3 separate regions of the Mus musculus genome follow, and regions 2 and 3 are each linked to region 1. A link is a contact called in public HiChIP or PLAC-seq data. All regions are on one chromosome and are shown on one strand. The core of a region is the stretch at or near the end of the contact, and the rest is flanking DNA. Distances in the headings are between cores, read along the strand shown. Region 1 has its middle 6.8 kb from the start of Gm52501. Region 2 overlaps Arhgap21 (Rho GTPase activating protein 21). Region 3 overlaps Arhgap21 (Rho GTPase activating protein 21).

The links. HiChIP or PLAC-seq counts read pairs in DNA pulled down with a chosen protein or histone mark.
Region 2: a contact with region 1 is called in an H3K27ac HiChIP or PLAC-seq map of trophoblast stem cells, with 6 times the contacts expected there. The contact joins two enhancer-like sites. A contact is called at or near these places in 1 of 484 Hi-C or Micro-C datasets (bone marrow-derived macrophages), 5 of 115 datasets of contacts at active chromatin or transcription factors (bone marrow-derived dendritic cells, embryonic stem cells, extraembryonic endoderm stem cells and 2 more) and 2 of 9 other capture datasets (adipose tissue and liver).
Region 3: an HNF4G HiChIP or PLAC-seq map of pancreatic cancer cells shows a contact between it and region 1. The contact joins two enhancer-like sites. A contact is called at or near these places in 1 of 39 promoter capture datasets (embryonic stem cells), 1 of 15 datasets of contacts at CTCF or cohesin (CD8 T cells), 1 of 484 Hi-C or Micro-C datasets (bone marrow-derived macrophages), 4 of 115 datasets of contacts at active chromatin or transcription factors (embryonic basal ganglia, embryonic stem cells, extraembryonic endoderm stem cells and 1 more) and 2 of 9 other capture datasets (adipose tissue and embryonic stem cells).

What each region holds. Positions count from the first base shown.
Region 1 is chr2:21,233,379-21,237,597 of GRCm38.p6, reverse strand. No RefSeq gene overlaps it. Among named protein-coding and RNA genes, the nearest start is that of Gm52501, 6.8 kb to the right of the region's middle. Within about 2 kb of position 2,522, at least 81 of the 459 cell types and tissues checked have an H3K27ac peak or open chromatin away from gene starts, as enhancers often do. A contact at or near this core is called in pancreatic cancer cells and trophoblast stem cells, where this site is marked.
Region 2 is chr2:20,922,645-20,926,863 of GRCm38.p6, reverse strand. The region is part of intron 1 of Arhgap21 (Rho GTPase activating protein 21); the gene reads left to right. Among named protein-coding and RNA genes, the nearest start is that of Arhgap21, 43 kb to the left of the region's middle. Within about 2 kb of position 1,728, at least 20 of the 459 cell types and tissues checked have an H3K27ac peak or open chromatin away from gene starts, as enhancers often do. A contact at or near this core is called in trophoblast stem cells, where this site is marked.
Region 3 is chr2:20,941,220-20,945,438 of GRCm38.p6, reverse strand. All of the region lies in intron 1 of Arhgap21 (Rho GTPase activating protein 21), which reads left to right. Among named protein-coding and RNA genes, the nearest start is that of Arhgap21, 24 kb to the left of the region's middle. Within about 2 kb of position 2,013, at least 128 of the 459 cell types and tissues checked have an H3K27ac peak or open chromatin away from gene starts, as enhancers often do. A contact at or near this core is called in pancreatic cancer cells, where this site is marked.

The DNA of each region.
Region 1 (4,219 bases), core at 1,273-3,772:
CTCAATGGGCAAAGGAGATACACAGATGAGCAATCTACCCTTCCCGACTTCAAGCATTCCAAATCTACCGGAGACTCTTGAGAGCCACGGTGATGTAAAATCTACCTTTTGAGTCCAGTTTATACAAAGGACTTCCCTGTAGAAAGGGAACGCAGGGAACGTTTCACAGAGGAGGAAAAGCTTGGTTGGGCTTAGAAGCATGAAAGTGGGACAGAGGGGAGAGCATAGTAAGCACAGGAGATAATGTGTAAAAGCCCAGAGGGAAAAGCGAGTGGCCTCAGGAGAGAGGGAGGGCATCCCATGTACCTAGAACACACGATGCTGTGGAGATCCGGGAGAGTGAAATGAACACGGGTACTGAAGGACAGACAGGATGGATGAAGTGGAAAGAGCAATCGGGGATGGACAGCTATGCCTCCCTGTCACTTCCCAGCAGCCGGTTGACCTGACCAGGCTCTCTCCCCACAAATGACTCACTGCCTATATTCCCTGTCTAGCCGCAAGCCTGGCTTACCGAGGTGTGTGCTGTCTAAACATGGCTCTCCTCACACAAGTTCAGTGATTATTAATGGATAAGGCCAGACTTGCAGTGGCAGTGTCACTGGCTGCCAGAAATCTAGCTCCAGATGGGCAATTGGCTGAGAACTTGGCTGGCCCTGCAGACAGCTCCTTCCTGAGGAAGGCAGATAGTCACTCTGGAGGGACACAAGCAAACGCAAAAGGGAAATGCTAGAGGCCAAGTAGGGACTTCCCAGATGAGGAGCCGCTGTTTGGGACCTCCACTCTTCCTGAATCTTCTCTGTCATCTTCTGCCTCTATCTTTCCTCCCTTGACATGTGTATGCACACACACATACGCAAGTCTGTATACAACTTTTCAAAGCAAATGCACTTACCTTTTCTGTCTTTCATTAAGAGAACTTTGGTGCAAATATCCGGGAAAAGCAAAATCTATTCGATTAAGGAAGACTGATTCTGTGGGCAGGTCACAGTTTGTTAGCAGGGACGGTGGCTCTCAGAGTGGTGTCCTTTGGGGAACCAGGGAGGTCTCTATATACACAGGAAGCACACCACCAAACTGATGAAAATGCCAAAATCCTATTCTTAACTGTACGAAATGACTCAGTAAGCTACAGTTTTAGCTAGCAGGGATGTGGCATTGTATATGCCTTCCTCCTTGCTTGTAATGGTTATAGTTGGTTTCCCTCAGAGAGATGGCCAGCTGCTGTGGTTCCTGGTAAGTACACATTTTTGCAGTTGTCATCCCAGCAAATATTTTGACATATCCACTGTGTACCAGAAATTATTTGATCTCAATACTAAGCGCATAGCAGTGAACAGGTAGAGCATGTAACCCAGTGACTACGTGCATTTCAACAGTTCCGCTTTGGCTGGGGTCAGGGGTTAGGCTGTGAGGACTATGTTGATATATCAGACAGAAAAGAGAAAGGTGTGGGCTAGAAAGGAGAAGCAGCTGGTTAGGATACCGATGATAAACTTACTGAGTATTACTGATTTTACTGTGTGTGTGTCTGTCTATCTGACTGACTGACTGTAGGTGTGTCTTGGTTAAATGGGAGGGTGACAGGGTTGGAACATGGGTTAAGCAGTCTTAAAGCTGCTGTAAGTGCTGAGCCTGTGACAAGTTCCTGTTCTCTTGCCTAGATGTGTCTTGGAGCCTGCCTTGTATCTGCAGCACATCTCAGAGACTATAACACCTTGCCACCTGAGTCTGGTACCTGAGAATCTTCTCATGGAGACCCGTTGCCATGGAGCACTGAAACTGTCCTGCCCAGAGTTTTAACATCTGGACAGCTAGCTCCTCCGGGGACTTAGAGGTCTTACTTCATCTAAAGATACATGGAGGAGGTGGGTAGAACTTGTAATCCCAGCACTCAGGAGGCTGAGGCAGGAGGGTTTTGAGTTCAAAGCTAGCCTGTGCTTCATAGTAAGAGAGAGACAGAGACAGAGACAGAGACAGAGAGACAGACAGAGCGTCTCTTATCTTTCTGGGTGTATGGCTGTGGTGGGCTCTACTTGCCCTGTGCCCAGAGCGAACAGTCTACCAGTTCTGATTCCAACCATGTTTGAAGTTTCAGGAAGTAAGGTGACAGATACTGGGAAAATTCCTTCTGGCAAATCTCCCTGCATTGATGTAGTGTATGTACACTTGTCCTGGAGACTGAGGAAGCAGGTAAGGTCTGTTTCAAGTCTGGGCTACGTATGAGGCTTCCATGAATTAGGTTTTCTCTCTGGACTTTCCTTGCTGAAAGGAGACGAATCTTCTTCCTATGCGCTGGTTGAGGAGGTCGAGCAGCTGAGGTGCTCTTTGGCTCTGTGTTGAAGCCTGTATGATGAGAATGGAGACTTGCTTTCCTCATCCAGGAGCCTGTTCCAACCCAGCCAAATTACCCAGGAGCTTGGCACCCAGTCTGTTTGCACAACACATTTTTAGACTCTGAGTCACCCTTGAGTTCTTTCTGGTCTGATCAGGTTGGATTAAACCTCACAGCATCCTGTTACCTTGGCTTCCTTGTACAGGCAGGTCTGCTCAAAGGGCTTCTCAGGAGCCCCACCTCCACAGGGAGAGGAGCCACGGCAGATCAAAGGGTTGCCTATACTACACCCACTTGCATGGGAATACCAGGTATCGATAACAAGGGTTTTATCACTCCCTGCCAGACCGAATTCACAGAAAGCTGCCTTGGGCAAAATGGTGTAACAGGTCCAATTCATCTGGGATTTTTTTCAGGCTTTTCTTAGGTTAACATTAGCAGGTATACCCTCCCATTCCCAGTAAAATATGTCATGCAACATGTGTTTCTTAGCAATTACCTTGCCAGGTCTAGGCACTGCAAATATAGCAACAAAGTGTATGTGTGTGTCTGTGTGTGTGTGAGTGTGTGAGTGTGTGTGTGTGTGTGTGAGAGAGAGAGAGAGAGAGAGAGAGAGAGAGAGAGAGAGAGAGATATCAACAGGTACTACCAGAACTTTGGCTATTTCTACTATAAGAATTCTCTTTGTGCTATATATACAGGTCTCTGATAACTAGTACAAAATTATACTTTAAAACCAAATCAGGAACAAAAGTAACACCAATCAGCTGTCCTCCTAAATAAAAAGCTAACGTATGCAGAGGAAAACTAAACTCTGAAGCATGGGCCTGTGGAGGGGAGTGGCCACAGTTTCTCAGAGCAGTTGCTTTGTGTGGGTTTCAGATGTTACACTAGGTCCCTCTTTCCTGTGGGCTGACTTCTGTGTCAGAAATCAACTGGGCTTAGGTGAAAGGTAGCCTATTTTAAATTACGTGACATGGACAGGCTGGAAAGGCAGTCAGAGACAGAAGACTTTCTTGAACCAGAAAAGAAATAGATGAACAGTTGGTCCTGGTTGCAAAGTGCTTCAGCCTGGGGTGGCAACAAGTAAAGCTTCCTTTCTCCCCACCGACCCCTGTCTCCATTCTTGGGACCTGACATTACTGAGACAAAGACAGTGGAAGAGAGACATCTGAACCGACCGACTTAAGAGAAGAAAGGAGACAGGCTCTGCTCTAGCGAGATATGTGTGTGTCTACTTGTTTATTTTCAGGTACCACAAATTAAAACTAGTGCTAGGTAAGCACTTTACCACTGAGCTATACCCCAACTTTATATATATGCAATGAATATATATATATATATATATACATACACATATATGTTCTAAGGAATATATATTCTAAAGAATATATATTCCAATATACATACATATATATACATGTAGAATGCTACTACACATATGGAAAGCTTATACTGTAGGATTTCCAGTGGTCTAAAATAAATCTTTTTTTAAAATTTTTTATTACTTTTATATTTTTAAATTTAATTTTATTTGTAATTCAGTTTTTACACTCCATATTCCAATCCTCACCCTTCCCCTCCTACCCTCCAACTGCTCCACATCCCACACCTCCTCCCTACCACACCCCGTCTCTACATGGATGCCCCCACCCTCCACTCCATCTGACCTCTAAACTCCCTGGTATCTCCAGCCTCTGGAGGGTTAGGTGTATCATCTCTGAATGAACATAGACCTGGAAGTCCTCTACTGTGTATATGTTAGGGGTCTTATATCAGCTGGTGTATGCTGTCTGTTTGGTGGTCCAATGTTTGAAAGATCTTGGAGGTCCAGATTATTTAAGACTCCTGGTCCTCATATAGGATCGCCCTTCTCCTCAAATT
Region 2 (4,219 bases), core at 479-2,978, 310 kb after region 1:
AGGAAGCCAAATCACACTGTCGCTGTTATGAAGATAGGTAGTTTGCCACAAGGAGAACCAAGGAAGATAGGAGCGCCTAATTGAAATATGTCCTTACCACCAATGAAACAGCTCAGAGAGTATGCCCAGAAAATAGTCTGAGGAGGCACTGTTGGTTGTGAGAAGTACGTGTGAGGTGATACCTCTTGTCGTTCTGTGACACGGTAATAAGTGTGTAAGTCTAAAAGTTAAGGAGAGAAAACTTGAACACGTACCCGCAGCAGAGCTAGTCTGCTTGTGCAGCACTTCTGAGGGCTCTCAAGCTTGCTACATTTGTGGTTACTTTTGTTATTATATAAATTTGAATTATTATAGTGAGGATTTAGGAATCTATCTTTGAAAAGTTGGGATCTAAACTTTGAAGAGAAAGAGGGAGCAGAGATATACCTAGGAAGAGAGAAAAGGCAGCTGCTTAGGTGCTAGGTACCCTGAGAAGCAGAGACCTGGATGGAAGGGCAGCCATGAGCCCACATCATGCAGTAGTTTAAGTACAGAGACTTTGGATATGGGACCACAGCAAGGCAGCTTCTGAGATGAGTTGTGAGAGAGGTGCTGCAAACGAATATCCACCTGCATGATGAACTAAAGCTGGAGCTGTTAGTGAAAATACTGAGCACAGAGGCCCCAGGAGCTGAAGGAGTTTGCAGCCCCATAGGAAGAACAACAATATCAATCAACCAGACCCCCCAGAGCTCCCAGGGACTAAACTACCAACCAAAGAGTACACATGGATGCTCCAGCCACATATGTAGCATATGTTAGCAGAGGATGTCCTTGTGGGATGTCAATGAGAGAGGCCCTTGGTCTTGTGAAGGTTCTGTGCTCCATTGTAGGGGAGTGCCAGGACAGGATGTGGGGTTTTCGGAGGGGAAATGAGGAAAATTTGAAAAGTAAAGAAAATATCTAACAACAACAAAAAAGTTGTAATTAAAAAAAAAAAAAAGAGGTTGAGGGATATATTTGTTAATTTTCTGTTGCTGTGATAAACTACCACGACTAAAACAGCTTACAAAAGAATGGTTTTATTTTGGCTTTTGTTGTAGAGGGCTAAGAGTAGTCCATCATGGCTGGTTCTTACACACTATTTTGTGGGTGGAGTTTGAAAACATTATGATAATGAAAGAAACCTGACACAAAAAGGCCACGAGTTGAATGGAATTATGTGCATTTCTATGAAATGTTCAACATAAGCAAAGTAGAATGAAGATTGTATAGCACTGAAAATTTACTGAATAAATGTCCCTGAGTTGGAAAAAGGAGGGGAAAAAAAAGAAAGAAAGGAAAAGAAAAGAAAAGAAAAGAAAAGAAAAGAAAAGAAAAGAGAAAATACTGACACACTCAAGGGTTTCATTTTCATTACTACAGACAGAAGTTATCCTGGTCTTCCAACCCCAAGCTGTGAGTTCATTTCCTTTGTCCTAATAACTGTACTGGGAGCTAGAATCACTGTTTAGAAAAATATGTGTAGGTACAGCAAGATACTTAGTATCAAAGTTGCTTTCTTGTTTTTACCTGGATTGACAAAAAGTCTGGAAGGAGCTCAATGTAAAGAACCAGGGTGAAGATCTGGGTTTGATCCCCACACTGGGAAGAAAGCAGGCATACCTGGAACATCTGTATTCCCCTGCTCCTGGGAAGCAGAGATAGGTGGGACCCCCTGGGGGCTCTCTGGCCTTGCTGGGTGAGTTGCTGACCTAAGGGAGGACTCTGTCTCAAACAATGGATGGCATCTCAAGAATGACACCCAAGGCTGTCCTGACCTGACTCACCCTCTTCCTCTTGTTCTCACTTCTTTCTCCTCTGACCCATATAAACTGTCAAACAAAACATTTAAGTTAAAAAAAAGATTTACCAGCAAGATGCTTTCAAGCACACTTGGCATATACGGATTATATTTTAAGAGTTTTTTTTTTTTTTTTTAACTAACTTAAAATCTAAACTAATAACCCCCCCCCCCCAAAAAAAAATCTTCAAAACACCAGATTATCTCTCCAGCATGACTCTGGAGAAATTGGTTTAGAGATAAGCAACATCTACTTATTCAACACTATCTTATTACTCTGTGGTGTGTATTGGAGAAAGTAGGGGAACTCATTGCTTATTAGCAGCTTCTAGTTTTGAGAAATTACTCAACCACTGTAGATCCATTTCTCTATCACACTTAGAATATAAACAGTTTTGGCTGGCAGTCAGTGATACAGTACTTGCCAAGCATGTTTGAGGCCCTGGGTTCAATCTCCAACACTGAAAAAATAATCAGTAAAAAATTTTAGATATTCAGGTTTTGTTTTTCTTAGACAAAAATCATGTTTTTACATTTGATTTCAGTATCTGAACAGTAATACTTTAAATAATCTTTGTGTTAGTGAAACGTGTAATTTTATTTTACAAAAGTAATTTGGTTACTTTCAAGGTGCTATTTTAAGCATTATATATACACTTTGCACTCATCACAGGACTTAAAGATGATAATACATGTCTGCTGTTTGAACGCTTGGGAGGACAATAGATCAGTTTAGAGTCATGGGGTTGGGAGAGCAAATTCAAGGTCAGCTTAGGCTACATGAGACCCTGCCTTTAAAAAATATTAAAACTGGGCTGGAGAGATGGCTTAGTGGTTAAGACCACCAACTGCTCTTTTAAAGGTCCTGAGTTCAAATTCCAGCAAACTCATGGTGGCTCACAACCACCCGTGTTGCAATCTGATGCCCTCTTCTGGTGCATCTGAAGACAGCTACATGTTGTACTTACATATAATAAATAAATCTTTAAAAAAATATTAAAACTATCTTTGTAATGATAGATAGTAATGACACAAACAGGCTTATGATGTAGTTATTTATTTAGGTTGACTATTCTTTATCCAAAATTCCTGAACCAGAGTGTATTCGGTTTCTTTCTTTCTCTTTTGGTAGAATAGAATGGATCCTAGTGTAAACCTTGTGTGTACACCTTGCACACAGTGTCTGAAAATGCAGTATTTCTAGTTTCCTAAGATCTATCATGTAAAGTATGGCGTTTTCTACTTCTGTTGTCTATCATATAAATACTCAAAAATTTTTAGATAGTGGAAGGCTTTTGAATTAGTGGTAACTTATTCATCCTCAGAGCCAATCAGTCAAGGCAGAAACGCTTTAAGAAGCTTGGCGACCACAGTCTGCAGCTATAAACCAAGGATTAGATCAAAGAGTCTAGCTCAGAGTCCATGTCTCCCTCTGGACTAGAGATATCAACAGAACAGCATCACTCCAGTTGAAGGTTGCAGCGGTAAAGTTAACAATTCAAAGACAGAAAAAGAAAACCACAGTTTTGTGTTTCCTCAGTAAGTAAAATCACCAAAAGAAGGTCTGGCTCTTCAAACAGACTCGTTAAGCCATTGTTTGACCTGTGGTAAGAGTTAGAAGAGAATAAGACTTCACCAGTAGGACTGTAGATCTATCATAGAATTTCTATGAGGACCTTTGAAGACAAAAGGATGCAAAGTGCTTTTTCAAGAGTGCATTCTGGAATGTGCAACAGAGATGACCTGATAAGTGCATAAGGAGACATACCTATACTTATTATGTAATGAGCACTCTGTCTTGTTATAGCCTCTTGTAAGAGCCTATCTCCCCCTTTCCTCCTGCCTCTCCTTCTCTCCCACCCTGTCATTGATCCCAGAGCCTTCCATGTTCCAGGCAAAAAACCTTAAGCAGTCACCATAGTGATTTACACACAAAAATCTTCAGCCACCATGAGTGTGCATTGCAGTAATTGGTGGCAAGTTTACCTGTGTAAAATGTTTCTCACAATCCTTTAGAACTTTCCCACTATTCTGATCATGCTGGTGTTTCAATGCTCTTTTTTAAAAAAGATTGCTTTTCTTGATTTATGCTCCAGTGGTTCACCCACCCTTACACTGGTATCTCACCTGCTTTACTTTGCTTTCTCTAGTTATTGTATCCAATTTTTAGAGCGATTTGCTACCCTTTCCCTTGGTTTCTTTTAACTTTGAGCTATTGTTCAATCAAATGACCTTGTTATAAAATTTTTTGAGGGAATGGAGTGGCAGCCCTTAGGCCACAGGAATTTAATCTGTTATCCAGCAGCTGCCTTCCTTCCTTCACTAAGAAGTAAATGGGTGCTCTTGGCTGGGAAGTGAGATGTGCTGGGGAGCCTTGTAACTTGAGGGAGGGAGGGA
Region 3 (4,219 bases), core at 764-3,263, 290 kb after region 1:
GGAAGATCTCTGTGATTTCAAGGCCAGCCTGTTCGACAAAGTGAGTCACTTTGTACACTGTACTGGACAGCCAGGACTATACAGAGAAACTCTGTCTGTCTGTGTGAAAGAAAACAAAAAAAGAAAACAAAGTTGACATAGGGAAGGAAGAGTTTATTTCTGTTTATGTGTTTACAGCCCATGCAGGGAGTCCATGATGGTGGCAGACATGTGGAGCAGACAGCCAGAGCAGAAGCTGAGAGGCTCTGTCTCTCACTTAAGCCACCAAGCAGCAAGCAGACTAGAAGAGGGGCAGGGGCACAGACTCTCACAACGTGTATTCTTCCAGCCAGAGTCCACCTCACAGCCTGCCTTCACAGCCTTCACAGCCTTCACAGCCTCCCCAAATGGCACCACCCAGAGTGGACCAAGGCTCACACACAAGAGCCATGGCGACATTGCTCATTCCAGTCACCACAGAGGCTGCAGGGTCACCATTGTAGTGATGGCTGTGCTGAGGCTTTCTCTTTCTATCTCAGATGTTTGTATTTCAGGAAAGCACAATGAACTAACTCCTGTACATACTCTCTGGGTCTTTAAGGGGCTGTATTGTGTGCCCATTGAAACTTCTGAATTTTCAGGATCATCACATTCTCTTGTACCTCCCCTAGCTCACTGATTACCTTTGGTTTTGTTTCTTTTCTTTTCTTTCTTTTGAGTTTTTTACTTCTGAGTTGGTGTAGTTTGGGAGCAAACTTATTTGACCAAATGATTGTTTTAACCCATCTAGCTCATATCCCTTGTCTTATAGAGCTAATGGGAACATACTTTGAGGACCATATCCTGACAGAAAGCAGCGAAGGAAGTGATGTAGCCTGTATAGCCCTATGAGTAACTGGTTTAAAATACTCTTTTGTTAATCCTGTGGAGCAAGACTGCAGAGGAGTGGCAGAATGGAGGAGAGACCAACCTGGAGAAGCCAATGGGAGTCTCATTTAGGAGGAGGCCACGGAGGGAGAAAAGGACTGTGTTTTAGAGATGTCAGACTTGGTAGCTGGGTAGAGAAGGGGCTCAGGAGCTGTTTGTGTTTTGGTAACCCAGGGCTTGAATTGTGCTGTCGTTATGTAGATGAGGAGATTATTGGGGCTGGGAGAGGGAAGATAATGAGCCCTGTTTGGAGCAAGTAGTGCTAGGCATCTAGGTACCCATGCTTAGCAAGGGTTCAGTCATGCAGATTGAAGCTTGGGAGAAAGGGTTGGAGAGGGTTGGAGTCATTCATAGTCATGAGCCTGGACGATGACATCATCTAGGGAGAGCGCAAGAAAGGAGAAAGTGGGTCAAGGAGAGAATTCTAACTTAGATAAGAAGGGAAGCCAGTCTTGGGAATATTAATAAGAACGATTAGGTGTTCTGTTTTAGTCTTGTTAAACTTTTTCATGCTAAAAAGCCCATGCAGGTGTTACCTATTTTACAGATGAGTGAGTTGGAGTTCAAAGGTTAAACTGTCGGCTCCTTGTTGCACTTCTAGCAACAGCCATTGAGGAAGCTGAGCCACTCTTTTCTCACCTCCTTCCTGGCCTCTTGCTAGGCAAGGAGTTACAGACATATTATACAAAATGGAGATGTGCTACACCTAGGGTGAGAGAGATGGGAGGCTTGGAAGGCTGTTAGCCATGCGAGGGGCTGCAGAGAGATTAAGAAGGATGGGGATTCTAACCCCCTTTACACTGAGTAAAGACCAATTCCTGTGTGGGAATTGGTTTGCTGTAGGATGTTGATAGTATGGTTATTTTATTGTACCACTTTCCTAAGCTGTGCTTTTATTGACTAAGTAAATGACAGCTTATAATTCCCCCAAAGAAGAAGATAACAATTGTTAAACAACCAAAGTGATGCTAAATACAGACAAAGGCAGGCTCTGCTGCGTGATGTAACAATATCCTAGTGTTTGGGAGGGTGATGCAGCCTGGCCTCTCCTGACGATGCTCAGACAGGAAAGGGAGGGGAAGAGCCTCTGCGAGCACTTGAGCACTTGACTGCAGAGGGAGCGCTGCTTGCTGAGTCAGAGGATGAAGGCTGCGCTCTAGGCAGACATGGCCCAGTTCAGGCTGCTGGACTGCATGATAAACCACAATTGGAGTTTACTCTGCAATCTCTACTGTGCATGGAATGGCCAGGTTTGTCTGATGGATACATAGTTTTGCTTTTTAATTTAAGACTGCTGTAACTGTAGGGGAAAGAAAATGCTTGATATGAGAACATTGCCTTTTGTTACAATCATCTTTTGTTTCTTTTGAGTTAATTAGTTTTTTTAACATAGCATAGGGTAAATCTGATGATCTGAGTTACTTACTCTGCAAGACTGCAGTTAGCTGAAGTAACACAGTCATTGCTGTTTGTGGAGCATTAGGCTGTCGGGGAGGGGAAGTGGGACTGACTGACTTAATTTAAAACTAATAAATGAGAAGACGGTACAGTTGTAGAAGAAGGCCAGTTCACAGCTTTCCCAAGGAGCTTAAGATTGTGTTAATAAGATAGCACAAAGAGTTTGGAACAAACCGCCTTTGAGCAAGTTTTTTTTTTTTTAAATTTTCAATAAAATATGGTTCTGGATTTCTTCTGTGGCGGAACTGAATGAGGTTCCTTTCTGAGCGTTTCATGTTATGAGCTGGGCTTTTATGAAAACATAGTTTTGTAGTACAGAAAACTTGCTGGGCATATTTTTAAGAATAGCTGTCTGTTCTTAAGTGCTCTCTAAGAAGCGAGCCTTTCTCTGCACAACCCCAGCAGCACTGTTATCAGGCAGAGACCTCTTCAGTAAGTCGTAAATCATGCTGTACAGGCTCAGCCTAATGGCTTGGCTTTTCTAACACAGAAAGTCCAGCCACACCCCAGCCGTGTCTCAGTTCTTGCACAGGCCAGACACAAACTTCCTAGACGGAAAGACTTGATATTAGTTGCAAGCAGGATCTTAGCATCTCAGTTCTTCAGTATGCCCGATTTTTTTTTTTTTTTTTTTTGTCTAGAAAATAGTTTCATAGTTTAGCATGGACCAGAGAAATTGGAGATAGGGAAGGTCATTTAGTGTCTGTTTTTTTCCAGGTTAAGATTGATTCCTCATTGCACTTCCTATTACTCCCCCTAATGGATTTACATTACCATAAAAATATGGGTTTTACATGGCTACTCAAAGACTAAAAGAAGATAGATATTGCAATTATCTTAACATTTAAAATTCATGCTATGAGGAGCCTAGCAAAGCTGAAACCTGAGCTCTGTGTTATGTACACATGCTTTGTAACCACCACTCAGCCTATATATAGTCTTACCGGGGAACTTTCTTGTTTGAGGTCTGAACCCCAGAGGAGTGTTACCTGTGCCATAGATGCTTTGGGATGGGTTGGTGCAGCTGCGGATACTGAGTGCTTTGTGTGTGCCTTGGCCTGAGTGTTGCCAGTGTTGCCTTCCCTGTGGTTTTGATCTGACAGTAAGCCATTAGCTAGTAGCATCTCTTGTAGAGCATAGCCTAAGTAAAAATGGCATAGAACACCATCTACGGTGATATTGATGCCACTACTTAAATATATTTAATGGAAGTCACAGATGTAGTACCTCTGAGGCCAGGTAATGGAAGTATGAAAGGAGACTGGTTGGTTGTGATGGCACACATTTGTAATCCAGCACTTGGATGCAGAGGCCTGAGATGAAAAAGTTAAGGGACATGCACAGAGGCAGGGACTAGAGACTGTCTTCAGACAGGAGAGCAAGCTCTAGGAAACAGCTCCTGGGCTGGATCTGGTGTTGACAGATACTGCTTGTGTGTGTTTATGTATGTAATATGCAGAGCTGGTGCTGGCCCAGATCAGAAGGGGGGTTGGGTCTCCTGGAACTGGAGTCATTGATGGTTGTGAGCCACTGTGTGTGGGTGCTGGGAACTGAACCCAGCAATGAGTGTTCTTAATTTCTGAGCCCTCTCTGTAGCCCCTCAAGATACTTTATTTTTAAAAAAACTAAATTTTTAGATTTGCATGTGAACTTGTCTTATATTTTAAACATTGATGACTTATTAAAGAATACCAAAACAGTAGGATCTGAAGCAAACACATCTGGTGGGCAGATGTGGCTCTAGGCTTTCTGTGTACAACTTGTGATTTATAGTAGACTTAGGATAGCTCTTGGTTCCCTTGACTTCACCATTAAAACTAACCTGCTCCCAAGAACATTGTAGGATAAAAGCATG